Regions from separate parts of the Zea mays genome. Here region 1 is linked to region 2. The links are chromatin contacts, called in public Hi-C maps. All regions are on one chromosome and are shown on one strand. The core of a region is the stretch at or near the end of the contact, and the rest is flanking DNA. Distances in the headings are between cores, read along the strand shown. Region 1 holds the start of LOC100217203. Region 2 holds the start of LOC100280087 (putative cytochrome P450 superfamily protein).

Region 1 (6,479 bases), core at 980-3,479, 210 kb before region 2:
CCCATAGTTGTTGACTCTAAACACATGTTCGCATTCAACTAGCCAACAGAACACACATGTCTTTATGTTTATATTCTATATTTAAGAACAAATAGAAATCGTAGCAGTTTACGAAAACTTAGCTAGTAAGGTAATATGTTTGTCATAACCTTATGTTTTAGATGCATTCATTGTTACCAGCACTACTGCCAAGTGTAGGAGCACATAAATAAACACCATTGTTTTTCCATCACGGGCTTAATTTACTTAGCTAATAGGCACCTAAAGAATTACCAAAAGAGAATTTAGATGTGAGGTTTTTGCCGCAAGGGGATAAGATGAGAGAGGAAGAAGAGAGAGCGTACATAGGAGACAGAGCGCTAGACTCGTAAGCACATAGGTTCGACCATTTTTAGGGAGCATATAGATGCAACGTATCAGAGGAATATTTCACCTTTTGAGTGGATCGGTTTTACCTAGAATTAAACCAAACACCCTATATAACAGAGCGACTCGATTCTACCAAACTCTTAAACCAAACACTACCTAACTAAGCTCTACGTTCTCGATCTGATGCCCATCGGACTAAAGCCATGACAAATCAAAGCATTCTAGAGAGGTTCTAAAGAGCATTTTCACCATTGAATTGATCTGATTGTCTACATCGACTGTTCTGATGTTTTTCTTTGAATTCTCCTACACGTTGACACATGTCCCCTGTCAATAGTGGTTATGTATGATTTGATGGTGCACCCCTGTCAACAACTGTTGTAAACACTTCCCTCACCATGATGCTTACTTAGAGAGGACTAGAGAAGGTTTATCCACATCGGATTGTGTCAATGTCCTGCATCGCACCAATACGATGGCTAGCCTAGTTGAGCTACTACATGCAGGACTAGTTTGGCTGATCATTTTTCGCGTGGAATTCGCTCATTTCCCCGTGTCGGCAACCCCACGTGTGCATTTTTCATGGGCACGACTCCACCCTGTTTGAAAGACACCATTGCGGGGGTATCGACTCGACCTCAACCCATCTTTTGCATGGAAAGATGCTCGACCTCCAGACGTCGAGCAATTATCCCATCTCCTCCTCTCCTCTCGCGTGGTCGATGACGCTACCACGCCTCCGTTGTCATCGCGCCTCCACCAGTGATAGTACACCTTATTGCTGGGTAAGTTCACCTCTTCCCATGCCTTCTTGCTGGGTAAGTTCACCCCTTCCAGTACCTTTTTGCTTCTCTCTATACCGCAGCGAACGCGAGTTGGAAGGAGGTGGCTTGGGTGGGGTTCAACAACAACGATGACAACAACGACGGAGGGAGCGGGGCAGAGCTGGTTGAAACTATATGTAACTCCTAATGCATTCAACAAACAATATATTGTACTTCTGGTTCCAGACATGCTACAAACTACAACCAATTCTAGATACGAGTCATCCTTCCAGCAACAAGGGTTATGACTGTAAGTTTGAAAACAATAAAGACCAATTTGTTGCTATTGTCTTTATAGCACATGTAAGTTTGGTTACAAGCGACCAACACAAACAAACTGTAAATGCATTTACTTCTTCGAAATTGTACTACCTCCACAAGGAAGCTAGGTTTGATGAGGCAAATTGACTACTAATGGTGTGTTTGGTTCGTGGAGTCATCCAATGCTTCATGCGGTAATACATCATAAGTTCATTCCATCAATTTTGGTGGAATCAACTCATTCCTCATATATATACTAATTATTAGCTTATAAGGAATGTGGTGGTGATGAATCAACTCATTCTATTCCTCAAACCAAATAAAAATGTGAGGAGCGAGAAGAAGATGGATCACTCTATTCCTTAAACCAAACACACCATAAACGAATGGCCACATCCTGATTTTTTTTCATGTTTGGTTTCAGTCGCTACGAGGACAGAGACGGACGGCGCCTCGTCTCCTTATCATCTCTTTATCATCACACAGGAACGCGAGGGAGCAAATAAGACACAAAACGTTATGTTTGGTTTCATGCCTAGCCAGGCAAAGCAAGGAGTGCAAGGCAACCAAATGTCCAAATGTGTTCTCTCTTCACCTGCTACAGACCTCAATATGGGCCAACTGACGTGCGCACGGCCCATCTCAGTCTTACTGAATGTGTCCCGAACACAGAAACGAGCCCAAAAAAAATCCAGAAGAGTGAAGAGGCGAGCGGGCTTGCCGTACCTGGTCCACAATCATAGAGATTTCGGACCCAAACCGATGCGCTCCGGTCCCGGTCGTCTTTCTTTCGGGCCTCTCCGAGTGGTCAATAAACCCCGCCTCCCTTCTGTCATCCCGTACGTCTCGACCTCGCAGCCGCAAACGCGAAACCCTAGCCTCGAGCTCTATCTCCGGCCACAGCTGGTCAGGTAGGACCGTAGGAATCTCCTTTCCTCATCGTTCCTCGGGTGGTTCGTGCCCCGCGCCCCGCTGCTTTCTGGGTTTGTTTTGATTTTTGAACCTTCTCTTGTGGGGTGCCGTGTTGGGTTGCGGAGATGTGGATGCGGACGCGGACGCGGCGAGGGCTGCTTTGCTGATTGATTATTGCTTTGTGGGTAGGTTAGCGACGAAGGATGAGCAGGCGCTGGAGCCGCACGATCTACGTCGGGAACCTCCCCGGCGACATCCGGGAGAGGGAGGTGGAGGATCTGTTCTACAAGGTGGGGAATTTTTCTAACTGTTCGATTCCTTGCTACCCTATTAAACCTAGCAAATAGCGCAGCCCGTGTTACTGTATTTGGCTGGGCTTGGTTACCGTGTGCTTAGATTCAGCACCTCCGATGCCTATACTACTTTCTTAATGCAACAGGATGCGAAGCACTGCTATGCTCTTATGGTCGTGCCCATAATCGTAGAAAACTGGGTAGCTTGGATAATCTTGTGCTATTTGGGACCACCTAGTTTCTCTACTACACTCACAATGTAACCTCAAGCTGTGGATTGCGCTTGCGGACGTTGCTTATAGTTGTTGTTCACTACTTCACTTGAAAAGTTTCATGATTTTATACTAATAATGTCCAATCTTGTAAAACTTTGAATGCAGTATGGTAAAATTGTTGACATTGACCTGAAGGTCCCCCCAAGACCACCTGGTTATGCTTTTGTTGAGGTAAGATTCTCCTGAATGTGTTGAATAACATGGCTATCTTTCCCCCTTAAAGATGATCTTGTGTTGGTTGATGACTCATGTCACAAACAGCAAATTCAAGGTTACTTTGCTAATCTTGCAGTTTGAAGATCCTCGTGATGCTGAGGAGGCAATTGCTGGACGGGATGGATACAACTTTGATGGACACCGTCTAAGAGTAAGCTAATCAGTGATTTGATAAGCTAACATGTGTACTCTCTTTCTCTTCTATATGTTGATCCAATACCTACTTCTGTGGTCAGGTGGAGGCTGCTCATGGTGGTAGAGGTAATGCTTCCTCGCATGATCGTTCAAGTGGCTTTGGTGGCGGTGGTGGAGCACGTCGTGGTGTGTCGAGACACTCAGAGTATCGTGGTATGGTTTCTATTCATGTTGAACATCAGTGATTGTTTCTCTTCTCTGTCTGCAACCTTTAACTTGATCCTTTGCAAACAGTTCTTGTCACTGGACTGCCTTCTTCTGCATCATGGCAGGATTTAAAGGTCTGTGTGAAAACTTCTTCCCTCGTGTTCTTTCCGAAGACTATCGTGTGTCTCATTAACACCAAATATATTCTTCCCAGGATCATATGCGGAAGGCTGGTGATGTTTGTTTCTCTGAAGTGTATCGCGAAGGCGGTGGTAAGTAGCATTTGGGGTTAAAGTCGCTGCCTTTATTGCAATTTTAAAATGTTCATAAAATCTTTAGAAGCACAGAATACATTTGCAGTGTATTTTTTTATTCAAAAGCAATAAGCCAATTAGGTTGATCTTTTTGCCCTTTTGGTGCCATTGTCATGGCAGAACTAACGACACATCCTCTAAGATACTGACATACTGTGGATCCATATATGGCTACATGAAGTCCAATTTGTTCCATTTTGTTTTTCTTTCAGTATTCTCATTTCCCGGATCAGAAAACTACTGACCTTCGATATTTTAAATATTCATTTATAAAATACTAATTATTTAATTGTTATAAAAGGTAAATTAGGCACAGTTGAGAAATGCTTGGGATTGCAAGAATAATAATCTTGCCACAAGAAAGTTCAAACTTGCTTGGTTACATCATAATCAAATGTACCACAGTAACAATTTTTACATGCTCACACTTGTGAATGGATCGAATGTATTGGGACAATTACTAAAGCTCATAGCCATTATTGAAGTAATGTGCCTGTCATACTTAGACTCTATGGTTCAAGCAGATCCAGAACTGAATTCTTGAGTTAAAGGATATTGTAAAGGATATTGTGTTCGAAATTTGAAAATGGACTTATTAGTTGGTCACATCTGTAAGCTGCCAACATTTATAGGGATATCCATCACACATCCTATATTATCAATTCCCATAAATGACCATCTGTCTCTAGCTATGACAAGTTCAGTCCTAATTTATATGGCAGAAAAATCCATCAATAATTTCTCTCCCCTTGGTTAGCTATATGGACACAGCCAATTTGATGACTTGTCAAGTTTTACAAAGATCACCTACTTAGCCTTCACATATCTGATTTGTTCCAAAATAAAGTACTCATCATTGCTGTTTGTTCTAGGATTTGGCGCATATAAATCCTGCGTAACATAATACTGGCATCTATTATTATTTATTGTGAAGGTTTATTTCATTCGGTTGCTTGGTTTTCAACCTTATTTTCTTCAAGGATGTGATGTAAAGCTATATATGTTTCACTTCTCTTTGGCAAGTTTTTCATTATATGTTTCTATTTTGTTACAGGCACCGTAGGAATTGTGGACTACACAAATTATGATGATATGAAATATGCTGTAAGTCCATAATACATTCCCTTGTCTCATGACATTGGCTTGTCAATTTGTGTGAATCATTTCATTCTATAGATTTTTTCTCATGGATATACCGTTTGACCTTCTACAATAACTTATCTTTGGTTGTTTCCCTATCTGTCACTGTTAGTTCGATCTCTTCTACAATAGCCATAATGTGTCCTTAATGCTTTGAACTATCCATTTGGCATTGACAACTCATTGCAGATAAAGAAGCTGGATGATACTGAATTCAGGAACGCCTTTGGGCGAGCCTATATAAGGGTAAGCATTGTAGCCTGTAACTGGTTTATTCCTTGGATTCACTTGTGTAGTTTGTTGTTAAGTTTGCACCTTATTCTTTACAGGTGAAGGAATATAACGGCAAACGTGGTCGCTCCTACTCACGTAGCCGAAGCCCAAGTCGTAGTTACAGCAAAAGCAGGAGTCCGAGGTATGCTGCTGTTAATGTTATGTCAGGTAGCCTTGTTGATAACTAATAATTAATACTGAATATGCTTTGCAGTAAATCACCCAGGACTCGCCGTTCATCATCTAGATCCCGGTCAAGATCTGTTTCTTCTCGTTCAAGGTCCCCATCAAAAGGACGTTCTCCATCAAGGTAACATACACTTTCAAATTCTGAGCTTTGAATCCTTATATATGTCAAGTTCTTTTCTACTGTTTTCTCCAAATCACAATATATATGCATTAGTAGAATATCTGGACAAATTATGAATATGCCTACTTCTGTATCATAATTTCTTGTTGCCTACCCTGTCGGCCTTTTTCCTTTGCAAAGATTGCTGTTGTTTTGTAGTCTAAAACAGTGGCTATCAATCTTTATTAAAGTGCTGTCATTGTTCCGTAACCTTCATCGGTCTGAATATTTTGTATATAGTAATAAGCTTATCAGTTAAGTTCAAGTTAACATAGTTACACTCCCATGCATGTATACAATGATGATGGCTTGCTGTACAGTCTGATTGCTTGGGGGTTCCTTCTCAAGTGCTCAGAGTCTAATGAACGATATGAACTGCTTAGTCTGTTCTGTTTTGTTTTTGAAGACTCAATTATCTTGCCCTTTTATCTGGGATTGTGCGGTGATCTGGGGATTGCGCATTAAGATATTGAGGATGGGATTTTCACAATTTGCTACAGTTCAGTTGATTTTATAAGGTATGGTTATTAATTGAGAGTTTGTATGAAAAGCTAAAATCGTCCCATTATTTTACCTAATGCCCTGTAACTGATTGACATCAGAGTTTGGCATAAGCGCATTGTTTGGAATACTGGACATAGGAGCGTTAAGGATTGGTGATCTGGATTATGGTGGTACAGTGGCTAGGAATGTACTTGGAGTTCAATGCTTGGGGAATGAGTTTTCTTCGTACCTCAGGCACACTTCAGATGGTTGCTGTAGTTCATATATGCACTGTCGACATTGTTATACAACAATGTTACATTTGCACGGAACTGAACACTTCTATTTTCATGAGCTTTTATTGCTTTGATTCGACGCGGCATCATGGCTTTTGGAACCAAGTTGTTAAAGCTGCATTTTGGATATTG
Region 2 (6,361 bases), core at 79-2,578:
GTGATGCTGTGGAACATCACGCTCAGGTTCACCGGCGTCGACGGGCCCGCCGCGCGGATCTCCTCCACCCGCAGCATCACCTGCGTACATGCATGCATGTTTGAACGTCATGCCTAGAGATGTCCAAACGGGCCGCCCGGCCCGGTCCGGCCCGGGCCCGGTGAAGCCCGGCCCGTTTTGGGCCCGGTCCGCTAGGCACGATTAAAAAACCGGGCTGGGCCGGCTAAGCACGCGGACACAATTTCTTGTCCGAGTCCGGCCCGCAACGGGCCTAAACGGGCCGGTCCGGCCCGTTTAGCACGAAAAAAGCGGGCCGAAAAGCGGGCTATGCGGGCCGAAAAGTGTGTTTTAGTGTAAAAAAAAGCGGGCTTAACGGGCTTAGAGCTAAACGGACCGTGCCGGGCTAGCCCACCGTGCCTAATTTCCTGTCCGAGCCCGGCCCGCTTATTCGTGCCGGGCCGGTCCGGGCCCGTATATAAGCGGGCCGTGCCAGGCTCGGACCGGGCCCAAAAAGCAGGCTTCGTGCCGGGCTCGCGGGCCTCGTGCTTATTGGACATCTATATCATGCCGGAGAAAACATCATCAGGTACCATCATTGTTCTGCTCTTTTCACCCGTACGTCTCTCCTGTTTCATTATTTTTAGATTTTTGCTTGCATTGTTTTTTGTTTAGAGTGTAGCCGCGTTTGGTCTCGTAGCAATAGCATCTCGTGATTGTCGAGGGCCGGAGGCCCGGAATCGTGATCTGACTTGTCGTCTATGCTCACCTCCTCCTCCCGGATGTGACGAAACGAGAGCACGCGCTTGGGGCTCAGGATCTCGGCGGCGCAGAGCTGGCGGAGCTTGCGCCAGTAGTCGCCGGAGGGGGCAAAGAGGATGTCGACCCACTCATAGCCGACGATCTCGCCGGCGAGGAGCTTGGGGCGTGTGGCGAAGTTGGTGTCGTGCGTCTTGAGCACGGCGCGCGCCGTCTCCTTGGAAGAGGCGACGACGAGCGGCGTCTGGCCGAGCTGCAGCATCATGAGCGGGCCGTGGACGTCCGCCAGATCCCGCAGCGCCCGGTGTGGAAGCACGTTCACGAGGTGGTGCATGCTGCCGATGACGGGCAGCTTCCAAGGCCCTGGCGGCAGCCGTGGCCTCGGCTTGAGGGCCATCTTCACCAGCTGCAGCAGTGCCACAGCAAGGACCGAGAGGAGGAGCGCCTGGTAGATGTACACGTCCATGGCTATCGTGTTATTCCTCCTGCACGTTAACTGCTCAAAGATAGACCTTAACTATATAGTTAGGCGCCTAGGCCACGCAGCCGGCTAGACCTTTGCTGCTGCTTTCTGTAGCAGTAGTCTTGCTTGCTTCGTGAGTTCAATCACTTGTGATGGCGGGATATATAGCACCAACGAGAGGGGGCAAGGGCCCATCATATTTCCAGGGGCGGACCCAGGATAAAATAAGAGTAGGAGCATATTTAAAGGGATAGGCACCAAAATACTAGAGCAGAGACATCTAAGCGACGCTGAACGAGAAATTTCATGATAAAAATTTAGACTCTACTACTTTCAAAAGAGAAATAAGCGAGGGCCTAAACCCTCACTCGGATCTATGTAGATTTGTCTCCCTTGCAAAACCAAGATTCAATAGGTTGAATCCAATGTATCAGGTCTACCCTCGTCGATCGGTTTATATCTACCAGCATCAATCTTTATGTACCACAGACTCATATATATATATATACAACAAAACACAATTTTTAATTCAAATAAAGAATAAAAAATAAGGTAAAACATTTTAAAAATACACATGTCGTTACAAAAATTACACTACATAAATTGCACAAAAGTGCAAAATTCTTATAGCCGACTACGACCGTATCCAAGAACGGTTTCTATTGTATGGGATGAAAATTGTCAAAAACATATACTTATTTCAGATATCATTTTTTGATCATTTTCTTTGGCTGTCAATCAATAGGATATAGAATCTGTTATACAAATTTGTATTCTTGTTTTTAGCATTTAGCTTGCAAAGATTCATAAAAAGTAAACCTCAAATCTATCATATATTTTTTTAACGATGGATATAAAATTGGGATACATATTCAGATATTTATTTACCTTTTTTGTTGTAGAGAGCAAATGATGCATAAAATAATTAATGCAAAATTTGCTTGATAACATAAAAAAGTAACAGCATCAAATTTCATACATATCTATTTTAAATGATTACATTTATTCAAACAATTTGGATATCCTCTTTCATCCTTTGTACCACATGGTCTTATTAAAGTGGCTGAAATACAAACTAGTTCTTGGATGGATGTGAAAGTTTAGTAGTTGAGATTCCACCTCGAATCCATATGAAAACGGAGGTACCTTAAAACCCTAAACCATACTCGAAGAATGAAAGTGTGAACAAAGGAGAAGACTTGAGAATTAGATATAAAAGTGTGTGAATGAAGCGAAGGTCCCTCCTCAATTTATAAGGTGAATTTAGTATTTTTGGATTTTTTTTGTTTTTATTTTTTTCCAAATTCAAATGGTTGGAAAATAAATGGACAAATCGCAGGTTGTCACATGGCCACAAGGCGGTCGGTACCAATCGCGTTCGGTCGGTAATGGTCGTGGTCCTAATGCGTCGATCGGTACCGACCGCATCCTCTCCAACATGGGTGGTATCCCCCAAGCCAACCAGTCGGCACCTAGGCGACCTGTCGGCTGTGCTACCTCCTGCTGCGCCCGATCGGATTAGTATTGGCTGCCTAGGTAGCCAAACCAGTGGTCCGTCTCACCCACCATTGCCACTGGTCTTAGGTTGATTTCAACTTTTCTAGGCTATATATACTGTCATGTCTGCTATTGACCAATCTGTACCGAACACCATCGATCTTTAATATTGGTATTAAATATGCTTAATTTAATCTTCTGATATGTCATGTACTTGATTTTTTGTAGATGGTCTCATATTGGTGTGTCGCGCATCCTAAATGTTTGGAGCATATGGTGAATAGGTGGTGTTCGAACGAGTGGGACGAGGCGCACAACGCTAACCGGGAACGACGTTTGCTAATGCAAGATCCCTCCCACCAAGGCAGCCTCAGACTCAACAAATACGCAGAAGCATAGGTACACGCTCTCTTTAATTTATTCTAACTTTCGATTAGTCATGATTTCTAATCATCTCATTGGTTTTCTCGCAGTTGGCGTCACATGGTGGCCAGCTTTTCTCCATCTTCTCCGCGTATGCTATGGCCACAAGGGCAAGGCGACGTCCGACGTCACCTACGACCCGGAGTACGAGCCCAAGTCATGCAGCAACTCTGCCGTCCACAGCCGCCTCACTGAGTACACCGCTATAGCAAAGGAGGTCCATGGGCTAGATTATGATCCAAGGATTGAGGGGCAAGAGGCATGGGTGGTACTGGATTACTGATGGGGCAATCTACTCGTCCTCCACTCCCACTCTCTCAGGTGCGAGCAAGGAGCACGAGCGCGAGCCCAACCATACAACCTCGGTAGGACAGTTCACAACATTGCATCCAGACACTCTAGATCATTCCTTACGTTTTCGTCGTTCATTGATTATTATATATCTTCTCTTTGCATTATCTTAACATTAGGGCAAAATATTATAGACTTAGCTAGAAGAAGAGAGGAGGCAACGTGAGGTGTTGGAGGCGAGGATGTTTCAGTACATGCAGAATCTTGGCACCGCATTGGGTTTTGCTCCACCACCTCCTTTGTTCCCTCCAGCTGACCATGCTCTCTACCCTACTCTTGTGAGTATCAAAATTTTAGTCCTTTATGATATATATTCATCTGGTCCCACAAATGCAATCTCTTCACTATGCAAGACAATCGACAGCATCAAATAATACTCATGGATCGTCTAGCCCATCGTCGTACCAGTCCAACCGCCCACCTCGCTGATGATCACTTAGTGGTGATTGCGAGACTTATGCAGTTTCAAACTTGTGATACTTATGTTTGTGTGGGTCCGATAATACTTATGTTTGTGAAACTTGGTCTGAACTTGTGAGATTTGTAGTCTTTGTGATACTTATGTTTGTGGTAGTACTTATGTTTCTGAAAAAACTTATGAGATTTGTGGTTTTTGTGAGATGTGGTCTGTATGATGTATGTGATGATTCTATGAATTCTGTGATGTATATATGATGATTATGTGATATATGTTTTGTTTGTTTGGATGGAATAATAAAAACAAATAAAAGGAGGGGTTTCTGGTCACTTTGCCGAGTATTACACTTGACAAAGAGAGTCTTGGTTGAGTGCAATGACCATAGCACTCGGCAAAGAAAACACACCTGGAAACTGGTAAAGCTTCTTTACCGAGTGTTGCAGTTCTGGCACTCGACAAAAAAAACTCCCTTTTGTCGAGTGCCTCCCAGCGCACTTGACAAAGAGGCTGGCAAAGGGGCCCACTGGTGATCCCTTTGTCGAGTGCAAGGCAGTCAGGCACTCGGCAAAGAAGCTCCCTTTGCCGAGTGCCAGCTTGCGGGTCTCGGTACAGAGGCTGTCGTGGGGGCCCATTGAAGCCTTCTTTGCCAAGTGCTAGGCCAGCGGACACTCGACAAATCTCCCTCTTTGTCAAGTGCTATCGAGGAACTCGGCAAAGTCTTTGTCACTGTCGTTTGCCGTCGTCACGGCGAATTTTCTTTGCCGAGCACCAGGTGGTACTTGGCCCCGACATAGTGCTCTCAACAAAGAAATCGTTGTTGATGTACAGTTTACTGCGTCCTCTTTCTAAATGTCACACTCGGCAATTTTTAGGTTTTATCGAATGCTTCGGCACTCAGCAAAACAGTATGTTCCAGTAGTGCTCATACTAATGTTGGAGACATCCTGATATTCTAGTCTAGGGCATGGTTTGATGACCTAGATTGTATGACGATATACAGTTGTGAACTAGCTTGTAGGGGATAACGTTCGCTGCATATCAGCATATTTGTGCTGCTTCCGCCGCAACGCGCTAGCTTCTGATAATAATAGTCATAATTGTGAGATAGTGACGTGGCACTACGCGCTAGCTTCTGATAATAATAATAATAATAATTTGTGAGGTAGTAACGTTAACACATTGGCTCTACGCGCTTGCTGCTAGCTTCTTATCCGTCCATCCTCTCAACCGGCTGAAAATAATAGGGTGTTTGATTTGAGTATTAAGTTAGTCCATGTCTTGTTTTATTTTTTTATATAATGGAATGGAATATAATGGAATGGAACGATCTATCACCACTTTATTTATCATAGTTAGTTAGTACTAACATGAGAAATAATAACATTCAGTCAAATTTGAGGAATGGGCTCATAGGGGGTGTTTGGTTTAAGTAATCACTTCATCCAAGATGGGGTGGTAAGAGTCTATTTCTTAAATTTGGTGAGATGACTACATTTATCAAGTTGGTACTAGCTAATTGACTATGAGGAATGGAGTGGTGACGAATCAACTCATTCCAATTTCACGAATCAAACAAAAAAGTAAGGAGTAAGAAGATGATAGACTAGTTTATACTTTAAACCAAACTCTAATAATACACCACCCCATCTTGAATAAAATGATTACTCAAATCAAACATCTCAAATTACAGCCGAGTCCGACGACTAATCACGCCGCCGGTCGTAGCTCTAATTATTTGATTCTAACAGTGCAATAGCTGTATGGGCATATGGCTGACAAAACAACGATAGGATTCGGTATGTCGACGCCCGATTGGTTAGGGGCGGAGAAGATATATCGGGTGCATGCAAACGTGCCCACCTATGCATGCAGGCATGCAGCATGCGTCTTCTGCTCCACACACATTTTGTCGACAAGGTGCTTCATCTATCAGTATCAGCTGCCCTCCATCGATCACAAATGGTGCGTTTGGTTGCCTGTATCTGCGCGTGCTTAGCTACTGTTTGGTTGCTGTGAGCCAGGCTATGCGCGTGTGAGTTCTGTGTTTGGTTTGCTGCATGCATATTTGGATCCAGGCTTGCACGATCCTTAAAGCACTCTGGGTCAGGCTCACCAGATATGAGCAGATTGGTCGCATCGGCGGAGCCAGGCTTCAGCGTAGACCCAGACTTCAATTTCAAACATTTGGGTTATATATGAGATTCCAAGTGTTGTGCCAATTCTCAATATATGGGCGTACTAACGTATAAGCATCTCCAACAACTATTATGTAAAAAGGTTCTTAAATTTTAATTTAAAGAGTTATTAGAAGAAGAAAAACAAGTATCCAATGGTACACTAAACAATATTGCTAAATTTAATAAGTTACTATTTTATCATTTTTTGTCCCCATATTTAGCAAGTCAAGAGGGTTTCCCCAAAGTATTATTTTTATTAATAAGCTCTGGGTTACT

The links. A called contact is a pair of places that touch in the nucleus more often than the background predicts.
Region 1: a Hi-C map of leaf shows a contact between it and region 2, with 5 times the contacts expected there. The contact joins the promoter of LOC100217203 here to the promoter of LOC100280087 in region 2. A contact is called at or near these places in 6 of 25 Hi-C or Micro-C datasets (ear, endosperm, leaf and 1 more).

Annotation. Positions count from the first base shown.
Region 1 is chr9:136,290,882-136,297,360 of Zm-B73-REFERENCE-NAM-5.0, reverse strand. LOC100217203 reads left to right here and starts at 2,229. Exons shown (of 14, transcript NM_001143562.2): 1 at 2,229-2,437; 2 at 2,556-2,656; 3 at 3,040-3,105; 4 at 3,227-3,301; 5 at 3,387-3,498; 6 at 3,580-3,626; 7 at 3,707-3,764; 8 at 4,861-4,910; 9 at 5,136-5,192; 10 at 5,276-5,361; 11 at 5,434-5,529. The coding sequence starts at 2,570.
Region 2 is chr9:136,076,238-136,082,598 of Zm-B73-REFERENCE-NAM-5.0, reverse strand. It overlaps LOC100280087 (putative cytochrome P450 superfamily protein), which reads right to left and starts at 1,328. Exons shown (of 3, transcript NM_001153025.1): 1 at 767-1,328; 2 at 1-80. The coding sequence starts at 1,222.